Regions from separate parts of the Gossypium arboreum genome. Here region 2 is linked to region 1. Evidence: chromatin contacts called from public Hi-C data. All regions are on one chromosome and are shown on one strand. The core of a region is the stretch at or near the end of the contact, and the rest is flanking DNA. Distances in the headings are between cores, read along the strand shown. Region 1 holds the start of LOC108466937 (anthocyanidin 3-O-glucosyltransferase UFGT-like). Region 2 holds the start of LOC108485235.

Region 1 (4,740 bases), core at 955-3,454:
AAGTTGCAATGATAGATGATGTTCCCCGTCTATTTGAAGCTGTTTTTCAGTGCACACTGGAGGTGAGTCTTTTATCTGTATATTTATATTTATTTTAAGCATGCATTATTGAAAGGAGGAATCTTACTCATGGGGGATGGGTTGAGAGGGTGTTGCATGAGCTCCTTAAAGCTTAGGATGTGGTGCTACAGGCAAAAGCTGTCTATAACTTCTTGTTGCCGTGTCCTGCAGATGATAACCAAAAATTTCGAAGATTACCCAGAACATCGCCTCAAATTCTTTTCACTGCTTCGTGCCATTGCTACTCATTGTTTTGCTGCACTTATACGGTTATCAAGTCAGGTTGGTCTTGTGTTTCTTCTTTTTGCTGATCTCTTGTAGCTCTTATTTAATTAAAAACATGAAGTATGTCTTTAAATTTCTGTTTCAATAATATACTATCTAATGTCATTTATTTTTGGATGTTTGAAAGAGTTTCATGGCAATCATTGTTTATTACTATTGTTTTTTCCTTGCATCTGCATCAGCAATTAAAGCTTGTTATGGATTCAATCATTTGGGCATTCCGGCATACAGAGAGGAATATTGCAGAAACTGGTCTAAATCTTCTATTGGAGATGCTAAAAAACTTTCAGGTCTGACAATGTAGGGGTTTCTCATGGTTGATAGCTTGTGTTTACATAAAGATTCTGAGTTTTTGGTTTTTGCACCTTGCTAGGCTTCTGAATTTTGCAACCAGTTCTACCGAACATACTTTTTGTCAATTGAGCAAGAAATATTTGCCGTCTTGACAGACACATTTCACAAACCTGGCTTCAAGTTGCATGTCTTGGTTTTGCAGCACCTGTTCTGCCTGGTAAAGTATTTTGCTGTGTCTTGATTTCTCTGATTTGCATTAGTTTAATCTTAGTCTTTGACATTATTTTCAGGTTGAGAGTGGTTTGTTGACTGAGCCATTGTGGGATGCTGCTACGGTTCCATATCCATATCCAAACAATGGAATGTTTGTTCGTGAATACACGATAAAGCTTCTGAGTACATCATTCCCCAACATGACTGCTGCTGAGGTACAATGACTGGTTCACTTCCAATCTATTGTTTTTTTTTTTTGTTTTATTTACTGAGTTGGCATCACTGATATGATGTGGGTTTCAGGTTTCTCAATTTGTGAATGGATTATTTGACTCGAGAAATGATTTGTCCACTTTTAAAAATCACATACGGGACTTCCTTGTGCAATCAAAAGAATTTTCAGCTCAGGTAAAGCTTTGAAAGAAAAAGGAGAGGTCTCCTATGCTAACGATTATGTAAATTGGTCCATGCTTAGCATTTGTGGGGTTGAAATCTACTGTTAGTTTTAGTTGAAACTTGGAAGTTCCATTTTGGTATTTTGATAGGAGCAATTATCACCTCTGTATGTAGTTTGCTTTGATGAACGAATTGATCATGTGATTCTACTTTCTGCAGGACAATAAAGATCTCTATGCAGAAGAAGCTGCCCTACAGAGGGAAAGAGAGCGACAACGGATGCTTTCTATCCCAGGGCTTATTGCCCCAAATGAGATACAAGATGAGATGTTGGATTCGTAGATGTGGCTAATTTTGGCATGGAGGCTAATTTGTTTAATTTTGACTTGGGAGTTAAGGTTGCGCCTTGGTTGTATGACCTGTATCCCTGAATGTAATCAGATCTGATACAGCATTTTCACCCATTGTTTTTCCCAAGGTTTCTTATTTTTGTTGAAAATGGTGGTTGCACACGGGCTATATATGTGGCGGTTCGGTGATGTGTAGAATATTTAGGTGTTTGACGTAGTACGATCTGGGTCATTGTAATCCTTTCCTAGCTCCAGCTTGATATTTGTATTCATCATGATAGTTGGGATGCACTGAAGATCTTTTAGATGACTTGTTTTCAAGTATTGTTGATTCATCCTATAGGTTTTAAAAAGGAAATACTAACGGCAGAGGTTTGTGCAGAGAACCTTTCTCTTCTTTTTTAGATTTGATTGAAAGTGTTTGACTACACGCTACACTGCTTTGTCTTTGTTTTTAACTTCACAATTTCAAGTGAAGGTAATGAACATTGGTTATCTTTTAAAATCTTGCTTCCAATTTTCTTATCTGAAGTCTGGTGTTCGTGGGGGTTGGTTTATCTAAAAAACAAACCTAATTATGGCGGAAAGCAGACGCACTGTCCAACAACAAAAAATAACGGGGGTTGGCATGTGCATCGTTCGATGACACTAATTCAATGGTGAGCGAACTATGTCAAATCCCAGCTCTATTTTCTCTGTCAACTAATCATTGATTGAAGAGGCGTGGAGGAATACACTGACGTATGCTAACCCCCAATCTTGTATATTCAAATTATCAGTGTACGGCACCACCTTTACCAACCTGGACGGGCCTATGGCTATATAATAACACAGTTTCCTGCCCTTACCCATCCAAACTCAACCTTTCCCGCGCAGCAGTGATGTCAAAACTTGTTGATACCCATGTTGCTGTTCTCGCATTCCCTCACGGCACCCACGCTGCTCCACTCCTCGCCATCATCAACCGGCTAGCCTCGGCGTCCCCAAAAACCTTGTTTTCATTTTTCGGCACTGCACAATCCAACAACTCTATCTTCTTCTCCGCATCCCAACTAACACCACCGAACGTTAAAGCTTATAACGTAGACGATGGAGTACCTGAAGGCTATGTTTTCGTGGGGAAGCCTCAGGAGGACATCGAGTTGTTCATGGAAGCTGCACCCCAGAATCTGAGGAAGGCAATGGAACTGGCAGTGGAAGAGACTGGGAGGAAAGTGAGCTGCTTGGTTGCTGATGCTTTCTTTTGGTTTGCCAAAGAGATAGCGGTGGAGAATGGTGTGCCTTGGGTATCCTTTTGGACTGCAGGGGCTTGCTCCCTCTCTTCCCATGTTTATACTGATTTAATAAGGGAAAAATTTGGTGTTGGAGGTAACTTCCCTTTCTTTTTGTTCTTTTCTCACCTAAGTTTCAACTTTAAGCATTTTCCATCAAAGTGTACTTTAAAAATCTGTCAAAAAAATGGAGAGCTGCAAAATAAGGGAAACATTTTGAAGAAAAAATAGTATATTATCTATAGCTTAAATAATCTACCTTTGGCCGATAGATAGATATCTCATTTCAATGACTTCAAAGCTGACATGCACCACCATTTATCTTCTAGCTTGTGTACAATGTTATGAACATATACATATGGGTTTCAAATATGGATTTATCCACATCTGTACATGTAAATTATACAGGCATCGTTGGGCGAGAAGATGAAACCCTCAACTTCATTCCTGGAATGTCTAAAGTACGAATCCGTGACTTGCCTGAAGGAATTGTCTTTGGAAACTTGGAATCATTCTTCTCGCGCATGCTGCATCGAATGGGCCAAGTTCTACCAGAGGCAACTGCAGTCTTCCTAAACTCTTGTGAAGAACTAGACCCTGATAGGACAACTGATTTGAAATCCAAGTTCAAGCAATACCTGAATGTTGGACCTTTCATCCTTGCAACACCACCACCATCCGTTCCAGATCCATATGGTTGCCTGACATGGCTCGACAAGCAAAAAGCTGCAACAGTGGTGTATATCAGCTTTGGATCAGTTGTGACCCCACCTCCAAATGAACTTGTTGCGCTAGCAGAAGCAGTAGAGGCTAGCCAGGTTCCTTTTATATGGTCTCTTAGAGATAAATCAAAGGTACATCTGCCCAATGGGTTCCTAGAAAGGGCAAATGGTATGGTAGTTCCATGGGCTCCCCAGAGAGACGTGCTAGCCCATGGTGCTGTTGGGGTGTTCATAACTCATGGCGGTTGGAACTCACTAGTAGAGAGCATAGCAGGTGGGGTGCCAATGATTTTCAGGCCGTTTTTTGGGGATCACGGGGTGAATGGAAGAATGGTGGAGGATGTATGGGAAATTGGTGTGATTATTGAGAGTGGAGTTTTGACGAAGAATGGAATAATGAGGAGCTTGGATCTAATTTTGGCACAAGAAAAAGGGAAGAAAATGAGAGAAAATTTGAAGGAAGTTGTTGCACTTGCACAAATATCAGTTGGAGCAAACGGAAGCTCCACTAAAAATTTCAAGAAATTGTTGGATTTGGTATGTAGCCAAAATCATGCCTAGATTTGGTTTTCGTTAAGTGTGTGGAATCATGAGGTTTATGTTTAAATTAATTATGTCTTTCTTATGTATTAAATAAATGACAAATTTCGGTTGCTAGTATTAGTAACATGCGAATATTTGAAACGGTCTCAATTTTAATGTTAAGTTTGCTGATGGAATAATTCTAATTCTGTTTTGTCTTAGTTTTTTTTGTTGTATTACAAAAGAAAAGAAAAAGAAAAGTCTTTATCTTGATAAAAAGTAACAGGGTTTGCATTTAATGAATAAAAATAAAAATAAAATAAAATGGCATCATTTGAATTATTGACAAGATATAAGTTTGTATATATCCAAATAAAATTGCATGTTTTAATGTTAATAAAATATGTATTATTTAAAAGGTAGAATAATATAATTATATTGTTTTTGAATGCATTAATATCATCTTTAAAACGTGTACATGTAGATTTTAAAATGATGTGGGTTAGTTTCGACGAGGTTTGTGAAATGAGCAAATTCAAATGCTTATGGAGTGTCTAATGCAGGGCCAAGACCCTTGGAGATGGTGATATTTCAATCTTGCTATGAAGGTATTATTTCGATTGTTGG
Region 2 (5,137 bases), core at 2,091-4,590, 140 kb before region 1:
AAAAATACCAATATTTTTCAATAATTCAGGAGCTAAAAAATAAATAATAATTATGGAGTCATAAATAATGACGTCACCCCTCTAATATGCCAAAAAAAAAAAAATTTCCATTGACCTAGTTGCCAGCCAACAGCTCCTTGACCAACACACCATGGTTCTTTTCCAAGCTCTCCCATCCCAAACAATGTCCCCTTGCCGCCCCACTATTTGCTTCTAGCAACAAAGCCACAACCACCTTTCATTCCATCCTCTGCCGCACCAACCACCAGCCACCTTCACTATCTTCACAAACGCCATGCTATTATTAGTAGACTCCATGCCATATATTATTTTATTATTAATTATCCTATTTCAATTAGTCGCGATTTTATTGCAATTTTTAAAATAAAAAAAATTGGCACACATAACATTGATGATGCCATTCTCTATGTTTCTATCAAATAAAATATTAGTTTTAAATAATAAAAAATAATCACTTTAAAAATAAAAAATTGACAAAGTGGTGACGTCATTCTCTATGACTCCACCACCGTTATTAACTTTTTAGCCCTCCAATTATTAAGAAATATTAGTATTTCTCAGATATTTATATTGACGGCGTCATTCTCTATAGCTCCATCAGAAAAATAAATTTTTTTGTTCGACCAATTTTACTATTTATTTGAGATTATTTACGTACATAATAAAAAAGTAGGTCATTTTTATAATTAATTAAAATTTTCTAGTTATTTTTATAAAAAAACCTTAAATGTCCTAAAAACTAAAAACAACTCACCATGGATCCTAATCTGAAATCTCCCAAAATCTCTAACTTTCTAGCGCCGACAGCCCAACACGCTGGTTACAAATGGAACGATCTTGGTTGTTACAAATGGTCTTTTTTTCCTTCTTAGTGTCAGCTTTAAATGCAGCGCTTGTATCTCTGTTGAATAGTTCTCTTTTGTTTTAGTCCATGGTTAGAGTTTCAAGCTACTTTCTTTCACCTTTATCATGGATTATTGAGGTATTCATTCAGATTCTTGTGCTTTACATTATGTTCAACTTGTAAACCTGCTTTAGGCTGATTGTAGGGTGCTTATGGTTGATGCTTGCTCAGTTTCACTGCTTCTGCCTCATAAAAAATCTACTTTTCTGAACAACTTTTGTCCTTTGCCAAATAGAGCTTATTATAAATTATGAATTATTTAATTTAGTGCTTTGCTATCCTTTATGTATTTTATCTTGAGGCTGCTACTTTTTTTGCACTCTCACTCATTGCTACTGCTATTAATTTATTACTTTGTTTTGCTATGAATTTCATTGATTGCCTTGGAATATCCTGAGAAGAGACCTTATGCAAAATTCTAGAACTATTTTCACTTGCCAAGAATATTTCCCTAGAACATCATCATATGATTAAGTCCTTCATGCCCTGCACCTGTCTCCTATACAAGTTATGTTAAAGGGAAAAATCCCTTTTTTGGCCATTTTAAAGTAGTCTCCTCATGGAAATTGCATCCCCCCACCCCCTTCTCTCTTATTTCCTACACATGTAGTCTCTCCCTAGGTTGTCTTTTAACTTATCGAAGATTCAATAGGATGGGATGGCTTTTTAAATTTGTTGCCAATGTTTGAAGCAATCTCTAATTGAGTCATTATGTGACAGTTCATTGCTACTATGTAAAATTTCTTCTTCATAATTTGTTGCTAAGAGGTAAAAAGAGCTTCTTTGTCATTCAATGCTTGCACTAGAATGCGATATGGGTACAATTCTAAGTTTCACATTATGGCTTACAATTCTCGCTTTCAACTATTCTTTACCATATTATATAGATATGTATATATCATTTGTTTTCACCTCCACTTAAAATTTTTTCAACTATTAAAATAAATAAATAAACATTAGCAATATATATTTTTTATGTCTTATATATATAAGACAAAAATATATAAATTTCTGTTAATTCGATTAAACGATTGAATTAATCAAAATATTTTAGTTCGGTCAATGTGCTTGAAAAAAATTCATTCGGTTAACAATAAAAGATTTTTAAGTTCGATTAATGCTAATTCGATTTGGTTAATAACCAAATTGACCGTTTGAATACCCCTATATGTATTTATGTTAGTTTTTTTTTTTTTTGGTAATATGTATCTATGTTATTAAGTTATGGAGTCATTACTTGCTGCTATTATGTTAGATATCTTATACTACTAATTTATAATTGTTAAAGATATGTGACCCAAATTCTTATTAAATAAAAATACAAGTGGCAATATAAGGGGATCTACGAGGGTCAGAGGCCTTTGCGGTATGGTATAGGCTGCACAAGTAAAATCTGTATAGAAATATACTTCCTCTATTTGGTTTTGATTAGAATAAAGTGTTTTAACCTTACTACATTATTTCTATTTCACTTTGATTAGAATATGATTTTACAAAATTATAAATAGACATAGTGTCTCTCCTCTTGTATTATAAATAGATGTAAAATTTGTGTGATTTTTCTTTTAAAAAAAATAGAAATTAAGTAACATATCGCTCTCTTAAGTTTTATTTTGTATGTCTCACTCCTTTATTCAATCACGTCACTAAAAAATTCAAAGTTTAGAAGATAAACCAAGAAAAATACTGGGTTTTTGCCTTAGCAGTTTATGCATTTGCCAATGGCATTACAAAGTGATGGTATTATTGAACATATGAACTCAAGGATTTGCAGAATGTGGTGGACGAGTAAAAACAAGGACCGAGGCTGGACTATGATGGCATGGGACAATATTTGTACTCCTCGGTTTTAGAGACTTGCATCTTTTCAACCTAGATCTCCTCGGAAGACAAGCATAGTGACTTCTCAATAATAAGGAGACGCTTTGTTACCATATTGTCAGCTCAAAATACTTCCCGGATGGTAACCTCTTTAGCCCAAAACATGTTGATAAACCGTCTGTTACTTGGAGAAGTATTGCCATTGCTGTTCGAAGTTTAAGACAAGGATTTGCATGGCTTGTGGGAAATAGCAGTAGTGTGGATATTTATAAGGATAATTGGGGCTTTGAAGGCCTTAATGGGGATGCTTTTATATGCAGTAAGGAGCAAGTTAGTGAGAAGAAAGTTCATGAACTGTGAATGTCGGATAGTAAACGTTGGGACAGGAATAGGGTGAATGATATTTATGGAGAAACTTTGGGAGAGCAAATTTGCAATATCCTCATTTTTCTTCATTGTCTGAATGATGTGCTGGTTTGGTTTCATAGTCATCATGGCACATATACAACTAAAGTTGCGTACTCCTGGCTCATTCTCAAAAAGATAGGCATGGGAAAGTTGCGTACTCCTGGCTCATTCTAAAAAAGATAGGCATGGGACCTCACCGTTTATTCTGGAAAATGATCTGGAAGCTCAAAATCATTCCAAAGATTTGTATTTTTGCTTGGAGAGTGGGTCATGAAATTCTGCCTACAAATTCAAAAATTGCGACCATTCAACCTTCATTGAATCCGGCTTGCCAGCGTTGTGGGACTGAAACGCTCATTCATGCGTTAAAGGACTGCCCAACTGCGAGGGAGACACTGAAATGTGGAGGTTTTGACGATAGATTGGTCAGCAGTGTTTTTGATTGATGCATCGACTGGTTGGAGATGGCTTTGAGAATCCTTGATAAAAAAGGTATGGAAAACTTCATCACCCTCATTTAGAACTCATGGAATAACAGAAAGAACTTTACATTTCGTGGTAAAGAGGAGGATGCAAGTACTAAATGGACTAGAGCTTTGACGTTAAGCAACGATTTCAAGATCCATAACTTAAGCGAAAAACCAATGCTCCCTTATCAACCTATTGGTCGTAAATGGATAAAACCGCCACGAGAGATGATGAAAATAAATGTAGATGTTGCCATTGAAGAGGGGAAAATGGGGTTGGGTGTGATTATCAAGGATGAAGATGGTTTTGTTTTGGGAGGGTATGGTTGCGTTAAAGATTTGACATTTAATAGTGAGTGGGCAGAAATGATGACTATTGAGGAAGGAGTCAGCCTGGCAAAAAGCTTGAATTTGAAAAGGGTTCAATTCGAGTCTGACAGTTCAAACATAGTGAATAAAATTAATAGAAGGGATCAGGATATAAGGTTTCTGGGTCAGCGAGCTAAAGCCATTTATAAGAAGCTGAGGTCCTTTGAGGAAGCTGTCATCAAGTGGGCGCCTAGATCCAGCAATAAGATTGCTGATTTTATTTGCAATTTTGTGTTAAGTAATAATTGTATTTGGAATTTCGATGTGAATTATTCAAAAGAGATTCACGATCTTGTAATTCTGGATGCTATTAATGAAAGCTAGGCCTTTATGGCCTGATTTGTTCAAAAAAAAAAAAAATGTAAAATTTGTGTGATTTATTTTACTCTCTTCTCTTACCATTATCAACATTCTATTTTTATAATAATAATTATTTTAAAATAATTAAATTTATTAGGCTTAATGCAACTTTGGTTTTAATTTTTTTTTACCCACATTAGTTTTTAATGTTATTTTTAGTTTAGTATTTCCAATTAATCATGCATTGTGATAGTGTAATAGGATTATGTTATAGTGATGTCATCTTTCAAAAAATTACAATTTTTTAAAATTATTAAAATAGAATATATATATAAAATAAAAAAACAATTATGAAAAATAACTAAAATTTAAAATTTTAGAAATTTTAATATTTTATAAATCATATTTACTAGAACTAGAACTTTGATTATTGTCTCTTGAGATGATACCACCTACAATAATTATTTTATAGAACTTCTTAAGTGATAAATTTGGATAACTTTTTTATTCAAATTATTTAAACAATAAAAATAATGATATTTCAATTAAATAATATTTTTACTATCTCAAGACAAATTATTGGTCTCTAGGCCATCTTAAGAATTATTGTTGAGTGTTTAATCATTTTAAAGAACTTAAAATAAAAGAGGATATGCATGATTACGGATGAAAGAAGCTTATTCCAAACATTAAATAGGGATCAAGTCAAATAAAAATGTTGCCAATAATATTAGTAAAGTACTAAAATTGAAATATTTTAAAATATTACAAATTTGATATAAAAATTATCTAATTTTTTAATACAATTTTATAAAATTGATTGTATTACAATATACAATTTTATAAC

The links. A called contact is a pair of places that touch in the nucleus more often than the background predicts.
Region 2: a contact with region 1 is called in a Hi-C map of leaf, with 2.4 times the contacts expected there. The contact joins the promoter of LOC108485235 here to the promoter of LOC108466937 in region 1. A contact is called at or near these places in 2 of 5 Hi-C or Micro-C datasets (both in leaf).

Annotation. Positions count from the first base shown.
Region 1 is chr2:10,404,101-10,408,840 of ASM2569848v2, reverse strand. LOC108466937 (anthocyanidin 3-O-glucosyltransferase UFGT-like) reads left to right here and starts at 2,204. Exons shown (of 2, transcript XM_017767320.2): 1 at 2,204-2,966; 2 at 3,278-4,313. The coding sequence starts at 2,342. The coding sequence ends at 4,152. LOC108466936 (protein EXPORTIN 1A) reads left to right here. Exons shown (of 32, transcript XM_017767319.2): 26 at 1-62; 27 at 232-342; 28 at 528-635; 29 at 719-856; 30 at 930-1,067; 31 at 1,156-1,260; 32 at 1,468-1,984. The coding sequence ends at 1,590.
Region 2 is chr2:10,542,717-10,547,853 of ASM2569848v2, reverse strand. LOC108485235 reads left to right here and starts at 3,340. Exons shown (of 2, transcript XM_017789069.1): 1 at 3,340-3,579; 2 at 3,676-4,314. The coding sequence starts at 3,340. The coding sequence ends at 4,314.